Linked DNA regions of Mus musculus: all the other regions are linked to region 2. The links are chromatin contacts, called in public HiChIP or PLAC-seq maps. All regions are on one chromosome and are shown on one strand. The core of a region is the stretch at or near the end of the contact, and the rest is flanking DNA. Distances in the headings are between cores, read along the strand shown.

Region 1 (3,339 bases), core at 790-3,289, 200 kb after region 2:
TAGGAGCTTGAGAATTCTTTCTCCCTTTGCTGAGTTGGCATTAGAGAAAAGTTGGTATGCACTATAAATTGTGGGGTGTTTTAAGTTATGCTATTTAAGGGCAATGTTTTGAGTGTTCTTTTTCTCTTTACACGTGTTGAGAGGAATGTTTCTCCTATACTTAGGCATCTACACAAAGTCAGGTCTCCCACCCAACCTTGCCTCCCATCCCTAGGTGTCTACTGAGATAAACTGAGCCAAACATAAATGTGATAGAGATACATTCTAACCAGCAATAACTGCAATGGGGAATTTTCTATAGAGGTCACTGGGCATTTAAAAAAAGAATGGAGGTGTTAAGAGAGAAAGCAAGGATCCAGGAGGGTCAGAGAAGTGGAGGCTGACAAAAGTTAAGAGGCCAGGCTGGTCCATGGGAAGTTTGTCCTTTACTAATGCTCTCATCAACGGACCCTCCCCCTTTTTCAGACTGGGAGATAGCAAAGCCATGGTACTTGATATGACCATCAGCAAACACTGGATGGCCTTCAGTTTTTCCAAATAGGGCACTAAAGGAGGTTGGGATCATGTAGGAAAGATGGCCGCAAGCCATTAGGAACCGAGTCAGCACTTGCTCTAGTCTTTACAGGTCAAGACAGACACCAGTCTAGGGCCCAGTAGTGTGTGGTAAATGAGGGTGTCTTCCTCATCTCCCTTTCCAATAGAAAAACAGTGGTTCTCAGCTGATGTTTTCTGAGAGATGAATGGAAAGTGATTTATTAACCTCTGGTACTGCAGGAAAGATACAAATGCATAAAAGATACAAATGCATGAAAGATACAAATGCATGAAAGATACAAATGCAGGAAAGATACAAATGCAGGAAAGATACAAATGCAGGAAAGATACAAATGCAGGAAAGATACAAATGCTTTTTTGTATGCTTCACGCATGTTGGCCTACCTGAAGTAGAAGTAGAGATTGATCAGCTTTCCCAGTCAATCAAGAGTGTGAGTATTTAACTCAAGAATGGAGTCACTGTATAAATGCAGTAATCACTATTCTGGGATACTGGCATTGTGTAGACACACAAATCCATGCAAGAGAGTTAAAACTTTAGACATAAACTTCTATTACATTTTGACCAATTGATGTTCATCTAGGATGTCAAAATCTTTGAATGGGAAAGAATGATCTCATCAAAAATAAAAAAAAAATGATAGAACGAAGTTGAACCCCACAGCACATGCAAACCCAAGCAAAGGATGGAGGCAGGAGCTAAGGCAAGACCTGTAAGCATACAATTAGCAGAAGAAAGTATAGACATAAGCCTTTGTGATCTTAGATTGTGTCTTCAGATAAGACACCAGAACCAGAAGGAACAAAATTTCAGACAAATCGAATGTAATCAAATTTAAAGTGTTGCAATCCAAGCCAAAGCATAGTAGAAGTATTTTTCAGATTATATATTTGGCAAATAACTGATATCCAACATCTACAAAGAACCTTTTAATCAATAAGGCAAAGAAAATCGAGTGAAAAGGGACAAAGGATTTGAGCAAACATTTTTCTATAGACGATACACAAGGGGCCTATTAAGCATATCAATAGAATCTTAGCATCATGTTTATTAGAAAAATAGGATTGCTATTTTTTATTTAAAAAAAAAGAAAGAGATAAAGTAAGAAACAGAAAATAACAGATGTGACAAGGATCAGAGAAATTTGATCCCTTATATATTTTTTGATGGGAATATAAAAGAGTATCATCAGCTTGGAAAACCAAATGGTTAAATATATAGTAATTATGCTCCAAGTTACAGTCCTAAGAATACTCCCACAACTTATAAAAATGTGTCTACACAAATCTTGTACATGAATGTTCATAGCAGTGCTATTTACAAAAGCCCAAAATGGAAAGAACTCTGAGTCCCCATCCACTGATGAATGGATGAAACAAAGCCGTGGAGTGTATCTGTCAAGCACAATATTATCTGGCAGTAAGTAAGAGACGGTGGAGGCTCAGTTTGGCTCTAGCAGATGAGTGCTAGAAACATGCTAAAAATACGGAAGGCAGCCACAGCAGCCCACTTACTGTGTGATTCCAGTTTTAGGAACTGTTCAGCTCAGTCAAGTCTATACAAAAGGGAAATAAATTAGTGGTTGTCAAGGCTTGGGTGGTGGGGGCAAAGGTGGTGTAAAAAAAAATGGGAAGAGACCTGTGAGATATGCAGCCCTTCTCTAAGGGGCTGAAACTACATAGAACCTAGGATTTGATGATGGCCGCTTGACTTGGTGAAAGTGCCCCATGCTGCTGAATTCTGCACTTTAAGATGGGTAGCTTTCATAGCGTGCGAATTCCAGCCAAAAATGACATTGAAAAGAATATGAATCTGTAAAAACAGAGATGACCGTAATAGAAAGCTTCTACAGATCCAAATGTTACATTCTTCAATCACCTTTTATTGGGACAGAGGTGGCAGAATAGCGCTCACCCTGAGTCTCCTCTGTCTTGCGTTTATTTTCTCTCCTGTGTCTGTCTACATCAGCACAGTTGTATTTTTTTTTATTAAGTATTCCGAACATAAGAGGGAACCTATTGGCAATAAAGTAGGTTACTGATCACCCACCACCACCACCAGGTCTTCTTTGTGACTGTTGGCCTTATTTGCCCACCTAAATGTGGTTTGTTTTCTTGAATTTGTTATCCTTGACTAAGGACACCATTTAATCTCTCTGCTTCCCACAGCTTAGAAGAAGACATCTCCCAGCATTCACAGTGTGTTGGTGAGAAGTTCTGATCAATGAGGCCATTAAAAGGATAGGTCTGACAATATCAATCAGTGCTTTGTACAACCCCTGCTCCAAGACAACAAGGTCAATGCTAGGTGGCACCCCCTTCTCATATTTGCCCTGGCATACACACTCCCAAACCCCACCTCCCCATGAGCCTTGGCCACCGAGTCTAAAAGAAATGTCTGTAGATTTGTTCCAACTGTACCATGACTTGCATGTGGGTAGTCTACCTCTTTACTGAGAATGGAGCACAAAGGATGGAAAGAGCCACATTTCTTGAGAAGATAGACTGCTGTTCTTTTTAAAGGTATCAGCAGCCCAGTATAATTGCTATCTGTGTATACTCATGAAAATTTGAACTTTTTGCCACCATACAAAGGATGACTGGAGTTAACAGCAGTCACTGAGTAAATGTTACACCGCATGACATACCTCACAGACCTCAGCTACTAACAGAATTAACAAACAAACCGCACACTGATGGGGCACAGTACTCCAGTGAGGAATAGCCGTGCACTAGCCCTTATATGTGGCAGCTTCATTGGTATTTGGCTCAAGGGGATAAGAG
Region 2 (3,524 bases), core at 980-3,479:
CCTTGACTGATGAGATGTGAAGAAGCTTGCCGATCAAGGATAAGTTTTACCATGTTTTCCGGCTTCTTGCCGTCTTGGCTGTAGACTGTGGGAACATAGAGGATCTTTTATGCTGAGTGACTCATGCTGGAACCAATCCCTAGCTTCATAGGCTGGTTTTATAATATTTGGACATAAGGTCTTGGGGAGGTTAAGGTTCCTAAAGTCCTGAGGGTGTGGCCCCATGGAGGGGTTTGTAGGGCCCCAGGCAGACATGACCTCTCCTTGTTACTGTGTGATGCTCTCTTCAGTGCTGTGACATAGCACAAAGCCTCCATGGGTACCAGTGGAACAAGATTAAATTCATCTGCCTTCACTGCCATGGGGGATGAGCATTTCTTTATAAAATGCCTGGTCTGTGGTCTCTGTGGTGACACCAGAAAACTGTCCTCCAGATGTCACACTGGGCTAACTGTAGGGTACCTAGGAAGAAAATAAACTATGTATTGCACCTCTGAGGATTTAGGAAACAAATCTCAGACTCTTCAGTGGTAGGATGCCTTTCATATCTGAGATTTTTTTTTAAAGATTTAAAGTGTCAATGTGGGTAATGCCTACTGCTAACTTTCGGATTATGTAAGAAAACTGGGCAGGGAGTGGGGGTGGGGAACACAAGGAGAATGAGCATCCGTCCGTTCCCTTGGGCAGCAGAGCAACACTGTACCTGTGAATGGGTGAGAGGAACGTGGGGACAGGACTGTCAAGTGTTCTGTTATCATGGAAATAGTTTTATTTGAGGTTCCCTGGAAGGATCTCAGGGACTTTGGGGGTCCAGGAAGATGCTCGGAGAAGTCCTGTGAAAGGCTTTCTTAAGAGATGACTACCTCAATTTATAGTTTGCAGAGAAGCCAGCAAGGAAAAGAGGGGAAGAACTTCTAGAAACTGAATAAAGGATACCCCTGGGGATGATAATTCACTCTCTCTTTGAATAAAGATAATATAAATAGTTCATTCGGTTACTGAGTTCTTTATACTAACAAATACATTTCACTAGAGCTTCAAATAAAATAATACACGCCGAATGGCATCTTAGCAGGCAACATAACCGTGTGTGGATGTTATTAATTCTGTGAAGGGTGAGTTTATGAAATCTCATGCTCCAGAACAATTGGAAAATAGGATTAATATTCATACATTTGAAATTGAGTATAGGATTTCTAAGGAATAGAAGGCAGAGTAAAGTGAATTATTCAAACATATATATGAGCAGGGCCATCTAAATTCATTCAGTAGTACCACTTCTGAGGTTTTTAACTGCTAGCTGTCATATATAGTGTCATGATAAAATCAGTTCGACTTCTTCTATTATGAAATGTATAGTGACAAGATGGTATAAAGATGACTAAACACGTTTCAGAGAGACTTGGAAATGGTGCTTGATGGAAATTATATAAAAATCAATAACAGTTCACCTCACGGGTGGGTTTTTCCTCACCCCCATCCATAGGTCACTCATGGGAGGGGACAGATTTATTTCTAGAGGAAAGTTCTGTGTTCTACTTGGATTTGCTGATATGTCAAAGGTATGAACCCTGACTTTTATGGTAATATAGTTAAGGCAGTGATTTGAATAGTTTTCTTTAGCTTGTATGCTATAAGCTTGGAGGGGAAGAAATAGATGATCTCTTAGCTCATTGGTTCTCTCTTTCCTTAAATATTTTCCCTTAACAGTTTCACATGTGTACACAATGAGTGCTGACCCATCCCCCACCTCAGATCTTCCCACAACATCCATTCACCTCCCTCCAGCCCACAGTTTGGTTTCCTGTCCATTTTCACTTTATTTTGGGACCCACTGGGTTTTTTTTTTTTTTTTTTTTTTTTTTTTTTTTAAGTTATACTCTTGTGGTATGCCTATCATGATCAGGCACTGATTTTGTGTCCTCCAAGATGAAGAGCTTTTTTCTCAAGCACAACTTCAGAATGAATTCATTACCTTCACAGAGAGACAGAAGATCTCCATGAAATGGCCCCGTTTGGTTCATACACTGTTGACTTTGGCAAGCAACCAACCAACAACCAGAAACACCACACTGTTGCATTTCAACCTTTGATGACTAAAAGCTGTAGCTGTGCTAGACAGAAATAAGCACATTGGAATCTCCCAGAAAAGGTAGTGCTTTCTTACTCAGTTCCTTCGGATAAGCTTTCAGCCAAGCCACACCTTCTGCTCTTGGTAATTCCTCAAATTCCCCAGCAGGTGGAGACTTGTAATCCTTCAGCCTTTTACTGGGACCAGGGCTCCAGGCCCCAGGTGTCTGGCTTGACTTCTGCTTCAGATGCAGATACTTAAAGTGTGACAATGAATATTCCCTAGGCCTCTGGCCTGTTTGGGCCTGTGGAGAATTCTTATTTATCTTTGCACTGCATATAGTCATCTATCGTTAGTAATCTGTAGTGGATAAGACCAATGTTTTCTTTAAGGACTCATCCCCAGCAGAGCAGGGGGCAGAGATTTCCTAGAGCACTGCCTATGGTGGGGAGCCAGTACCAGGCCAATCCTAACCTCTGTGTGGTTCAGAGTCAATCCCAGTGGTCAGATCTGACCACAGACTTCTGAAGTCATCATAAGTAGAGAGTCTAGTCTTATTTTCCTCTGTGTCCCCAATAACACAAAGGGAAAGGGATTTCTAAAAAGTGTTCCTAGCTACGTAGGATCTTATAATTTAGGTAAATGTGGGTTTTTTTTTTCTCTATCTCTCTTGACTGCTTTATATTTAGTTCAAGTATATTAAAGAAGAGATTCTTAGAATTTTTTTTTTATTTGACAAGCTCAATAATACCTTTCAAAATTAAGAACTGTTACAAAGCCTGTTAGAGCCTTGGTATTTGCTGCATTTGTGGCTATTCTTGTTATTTGTACCAATCTCCCTGGAAAGATGATTGATTTTCAATTCTTAAGCCCAGTGCTTTTCTGTACTAAGGAACTTGCATCCAGAAAACTGAAAGGAAAAGAAAAGAAAAGGAAAGGAAAGAAAAGAAAAGAATCAGAAGCTAATTTGCAGGGAATGGTTGTAAGCTTGAGAACTGGAGAAGAAAGTTGGTTAAGCACACGTGTATATTCGTGCACCAAAACAGATAAGACATAAACATGGAAACCAAAGAACAGGCTGTGATGGGGGTGATGTATGTGTGTAGGTGGTAGATAGGAATAAGGCACTGTGGTAGATATGTGTAAATATGTCACAATAAAACCTATTCTGTATTGTAGCTTAAAAACGAATAAACAAGAAAATGAACTGTGACCAAGGGATTTGCCTTTTAAGGGAACTTGAGTTTGTCTTGTGTGTGCATTATAGTAGAAGGCTTTGTCTGTAATACTTCTCAATTTGCAGAAGTGTCATACTCCTAGCTAAGCCATGATTTCTTTCATTCTTATAGGACACTGTCATTTTCTTTGTATGCTCCTTCATAGGAACACATAAAGTAGCTACCTACAAATGGCTATTGACTTGTTGGATGACTTCTGAGAGTGCAACATGTCT
Region 3 (3,242 bases), core at 540-3,039, 140 kb before region 2:
TACTCTGTCAAGAACTGTACCGCATGTGGGTACACACACACACACACACACACACACACATACCCCACAGAGCTGAAGTTGCCCCAGGAGAGGGGTGCACTGAGACCGTTGTAATGGCTATGAGATGAGGAGACATTTGTTCTGCCAAGCTTTCCTGTGGAGTTCTTGGAGTCTCCATTCCAGTCCATGTTCTTAGACAGGACTGCAAAAGAGAGCCTTGGGTCAGTACCTTGGTGATAAAATCTTGGTCAGCTTAGTCCTCTTCAGTCACCTTTGGCTCACTGTGGCAGAGAGAAAGGAAGAAAAAGAGAAGAAAACATCAAAAGGCCAGAGAAAGGCTTTAAAAAAAAGACGTGGTTGGCTTCAACAGTGTTTAACATTGATGTTGGAGTTATTTGGAAATTTTTCGGAAAAGCCATGTATAAATAAAACATAATAAATAATATAAACATAAAATGCTATAATCTCACAAGTCTATTTCTTCTCACGCTATGATCATAAACCTTAAAATTAACATGCTGGAATAAAAAGTGTTTTTCAGGGGTTGGAGAGATGACTGAGTTGATAAAATATGTGCCATGTTTGGGGCACATACATGGGGACCTACATGTAATCCCCCAATAGCCACAAACAAATGCCATTCCTGGAAGCACACTCCTCTAATCCCAGCCAGCCAGTGTAGCAAAGTTGGTGAACTCCAGGGCTAGTGAGAGAACCTCTCTTTAAAATAAGGATGGGGCAACCCAACATTCACTAAGGCCACATGTAGGTATGCACATGTGCACGCACATACAAACACTCACCTTTGCACACAGGGACTACACTCACACACTCATATCTACATGCACTCACATGCACACACATGCACACTCATACACACACTCACATATGCACACAATGCCTACATACACACAGGTACATACACATACATGCCCAAGCACATGAATATACACACACTCACATGTACACACACATACACATGCATGCACTCTCTCCCACATACATGCACAGACATACACATTCACATGCACTCACACACATACATGCCCACACTCTCCCACACAAACACACACATGTACACCCACACACATACTCACACACATGCACACTCACACACATGAATACACACAGAGAAAAACATGTACATACATACACACATATGAACACAAGATGCTTCTTAGTGCCTCACGGAGTTTACTTTTCAGTTCCTGACATTAAAAGCGTTAGGAGGGAAAGGGAAGGCTTTGTTACAATTCTAAGAATTACTTCATTTGAATCCCTTTCCTTCATGCTCTCATTTAACTCTGTAATAATTTTTAACTTTAAATCAAGGAAGTACTTGGAGTTTTCACCGGTTGTGAAATTTACTGAGTGGCTTGGAACACCAGGAGAATGCCTTCTTCCCACTCCAGTTTTAGAGTTCTTCTGTAGTGTTTTGTTTGGGTGCTAAGTGGATCCCAGCACCAGCCTGCACCTCTGCCTGGCCTTGGTCTGGCTGGCTGGCTTCGTTCCCCCTCATCTGGGTACCAGCAAGATCTAGACAAGGCTAGATCTTCACAAGGATGCCCTCCCCCGACCTCCCTCCCCTCTCTGATTTGCTGCCAGGATTTGTGTGTTTGTCTAAGATCTGCTGCCTCTGTGTTCTTCCAACTTCACTTCTGGAACTGCTGGTTGGTAGCACTGGCTTTCAAAACAAGTGAAACTCTTGCTCCTCTGCTCAATGGTGGTTTCTATCCTCTCTGGGGTCTTGCTGCGGTACACACAGTAGCCTGTGGAGTCAGCTAAGCCTGCACTTCACAATGGAGCATTGATCCCTGTGGCCCTGTGGCACCCAGCTTGTACAGTAAACACTTGCTCTGGCCAGGACACAATTTCAGTGGGTTTAGAGCTGACACACTGGCTGTAAGTAAACCAGGGGTTTGCTTCATCCAAACCTCACTCTTTACAGAGGGTTGTTCTGCCACCTTAGAGACTTTGATAACAACACAACAATTTATGAAATCATTACACTGGGTCAGATATACTATTTCCCCCCTTCTTATACACAAAGTGGTTTCCAGTTGGTGTATCGATCTCTCCAGTTACTGGCGTTGAGCCTGATCCATTTATTCTTTTATTTGGGATTTACCAAAATTGCCCCTCTCTTTTTGGGTGAAAAGAAAAAGAATAAAATGAAAGAAAGAAAGAAAGAAAGGATTCAGGTTGTCAATGAATTGTTCCAGCTCTTTGCATGCCTAGCAGGGCTTCAATATAAATTGGACAGCCCTGGAGACAGGCTGAGGATCAGAGAGGCTCACAAGGAGACCTCATGCCAAATGCAGGAGGTACATCTAGGGGATCATGATGGGTTTGGATGTGGCTGCTGCTCTTCTAAAGAAACACGAGATTTGTGAGGAAGATATGCAGAGGTTCTGTGCTGGGGGAAATCATGTCTCGAAGGTGGGGACACACAACCCTCACGAAAGCTCCTAAAGGTGCCGTTTTGTTTCTGCTGAACCTGCAGGCGTCTCTCAGGGGGCTGAATGGACAGATGTGCAAGTGTGGGTTGCTTCTGGGCTATTGAGCATTGGTGATGGTAGCTGGAGAGGTGACTCAGCGGTTAAGAGCACTGACTGCTCTTCCACAGGTCCTGAGTTCAATTCCGAGCAACCACATGGTGGTTCACAGTCATCTGTAATGGGATTTGGTGTCCTCTTCTGGTGTGTCTGAAGAAAGCTAACGTGTACTCGTATACATAAAATAAATAAATAATTTTTAAAAAAGCATTGGTGATGCCAAGCTTATGATTATGAAAGGAAGTGTGCATGGAGGAGAAGTGAGCCAAAGGATCTAACGTTTTGACCTTACCATCGTGTGAGCTGGGCAGCTGACCTGGCCTTCATTCCGTGCAAAGGACTAGAGGAGAGGTTGGGTGCCTGAAGAACAGAGGGAGGGAGGGGTCCTGCTCATCTGGCACCATGGATCTTCCTTGGAAGTGTAAGGAATGAAGCAGACACACAGGGGTAGAATACTGTCTTCGGACTTACTGTTGGGTGGCATGGTATGGTCACTCTGATGGTCAGACCTGTCTGAGACCAGACACAATGATCTTCAGGGTTCGTCATTCTGAGGTGGTCCTAGCGCCATTGAGGGAGGGTTTGGCTTTTCTCTCTCTCTCAGTTTTAACACCAGTTCCATTTGGAACATTGAGGAGAAATTCTTGTGTAACCCAGATTAATTTTAGTTCTTTTTAAATTACCTTA

What was found. HiChIP or PLAC-seq counts read pairs in DNA pulled down with a chosen protein or histone mark.
Region 1: a contact with region 2 is called in an H3K27ac HiChIP or PLAC-seq map of heart atrium, with 8 times the contacts expected there. The contact joins two enhancer-like sites. A contact is called at or near these places in 2 of 484 Hi-C or Micro-C datasets (cerebral cortex and nephron progenitors) and 2 of 115 datasets of contacts at active chromatin or transcription factors (embryonic fibroblasts and heart atrium).
Region 3: an H3K27ac HiChIP or PLAC-seq map of heart atrium shows a contact between it and region 2, with 2.6 times the contacts expected there. The contact joins two enhancer-like sites. A contact is called at or near these places in 4 of 484 Hi-C or Micro-C datasets (adipose-derived mesenchymal stem cells, cardiomyocytes and embryonic fibroblasts) and 2 of 115 datasets of contacts at active chromatin or transcription factors (embryonic fibroblasts and heart atrium).

What each region holds. Positions count from the first base shown.
Region 1 is chr17:66,971,846-66,975,184 of GRCm38.p6, reverse strand. All of the region lies in intron 7 of Ptprm (protein tyrosine phosphatase, receptor type, M), which reads left to right. Among named protein-coding and RNA genes, the nearest start is that of Mir5709, 53 kb to the left of the region's middle. Within about 2 kb of position 2,039, at least 8 of the 459 cell types and tissues checked have an H3K27ac peak or open chromatin away from gene starts, as enhancers often do. A contact at or near this core is called in heart atrium, where this site is marked.
Region 2 is chr17:67,174,701-67,178,224 of GRCm38.p6, reverse strand. All of the region lies in intron 2 of Ptprm (protein tyrosine phosphatase, receptor type, M), which reads left to right. Among named protein-coding and RNA genes, the nearest start is that of Gm52313, 110 kb to the left of the region's middle. Within about 2 kb of position 2,229, at least 17 of the 459 cell types and tissues checked have an H3K27ac peak or open chromatin away from gene starts, as enhancers often do. A contact at or near this core is called in heart atrium, where this site is marked.
Region 3 is chr17:67,313,223-67,316,464 of GRCm38.p6, reverse strand. All of the region lies in intron 1 of Ptprm (protein tyrosine phosphatase, receptor type, M), which reads left to right. Among named protein-coding and RNA genes, the nearest start is that of Gm52313, 24 kb to the right of the region's middle. Within about 2 kb of position 1,789, at least 32 of the 459 cell types and tissues checked have an H3K27ac peak or open chromatin away from gene starts, as enhancers often do. A contact at or near this core is called in heart atrium, where this site is marked.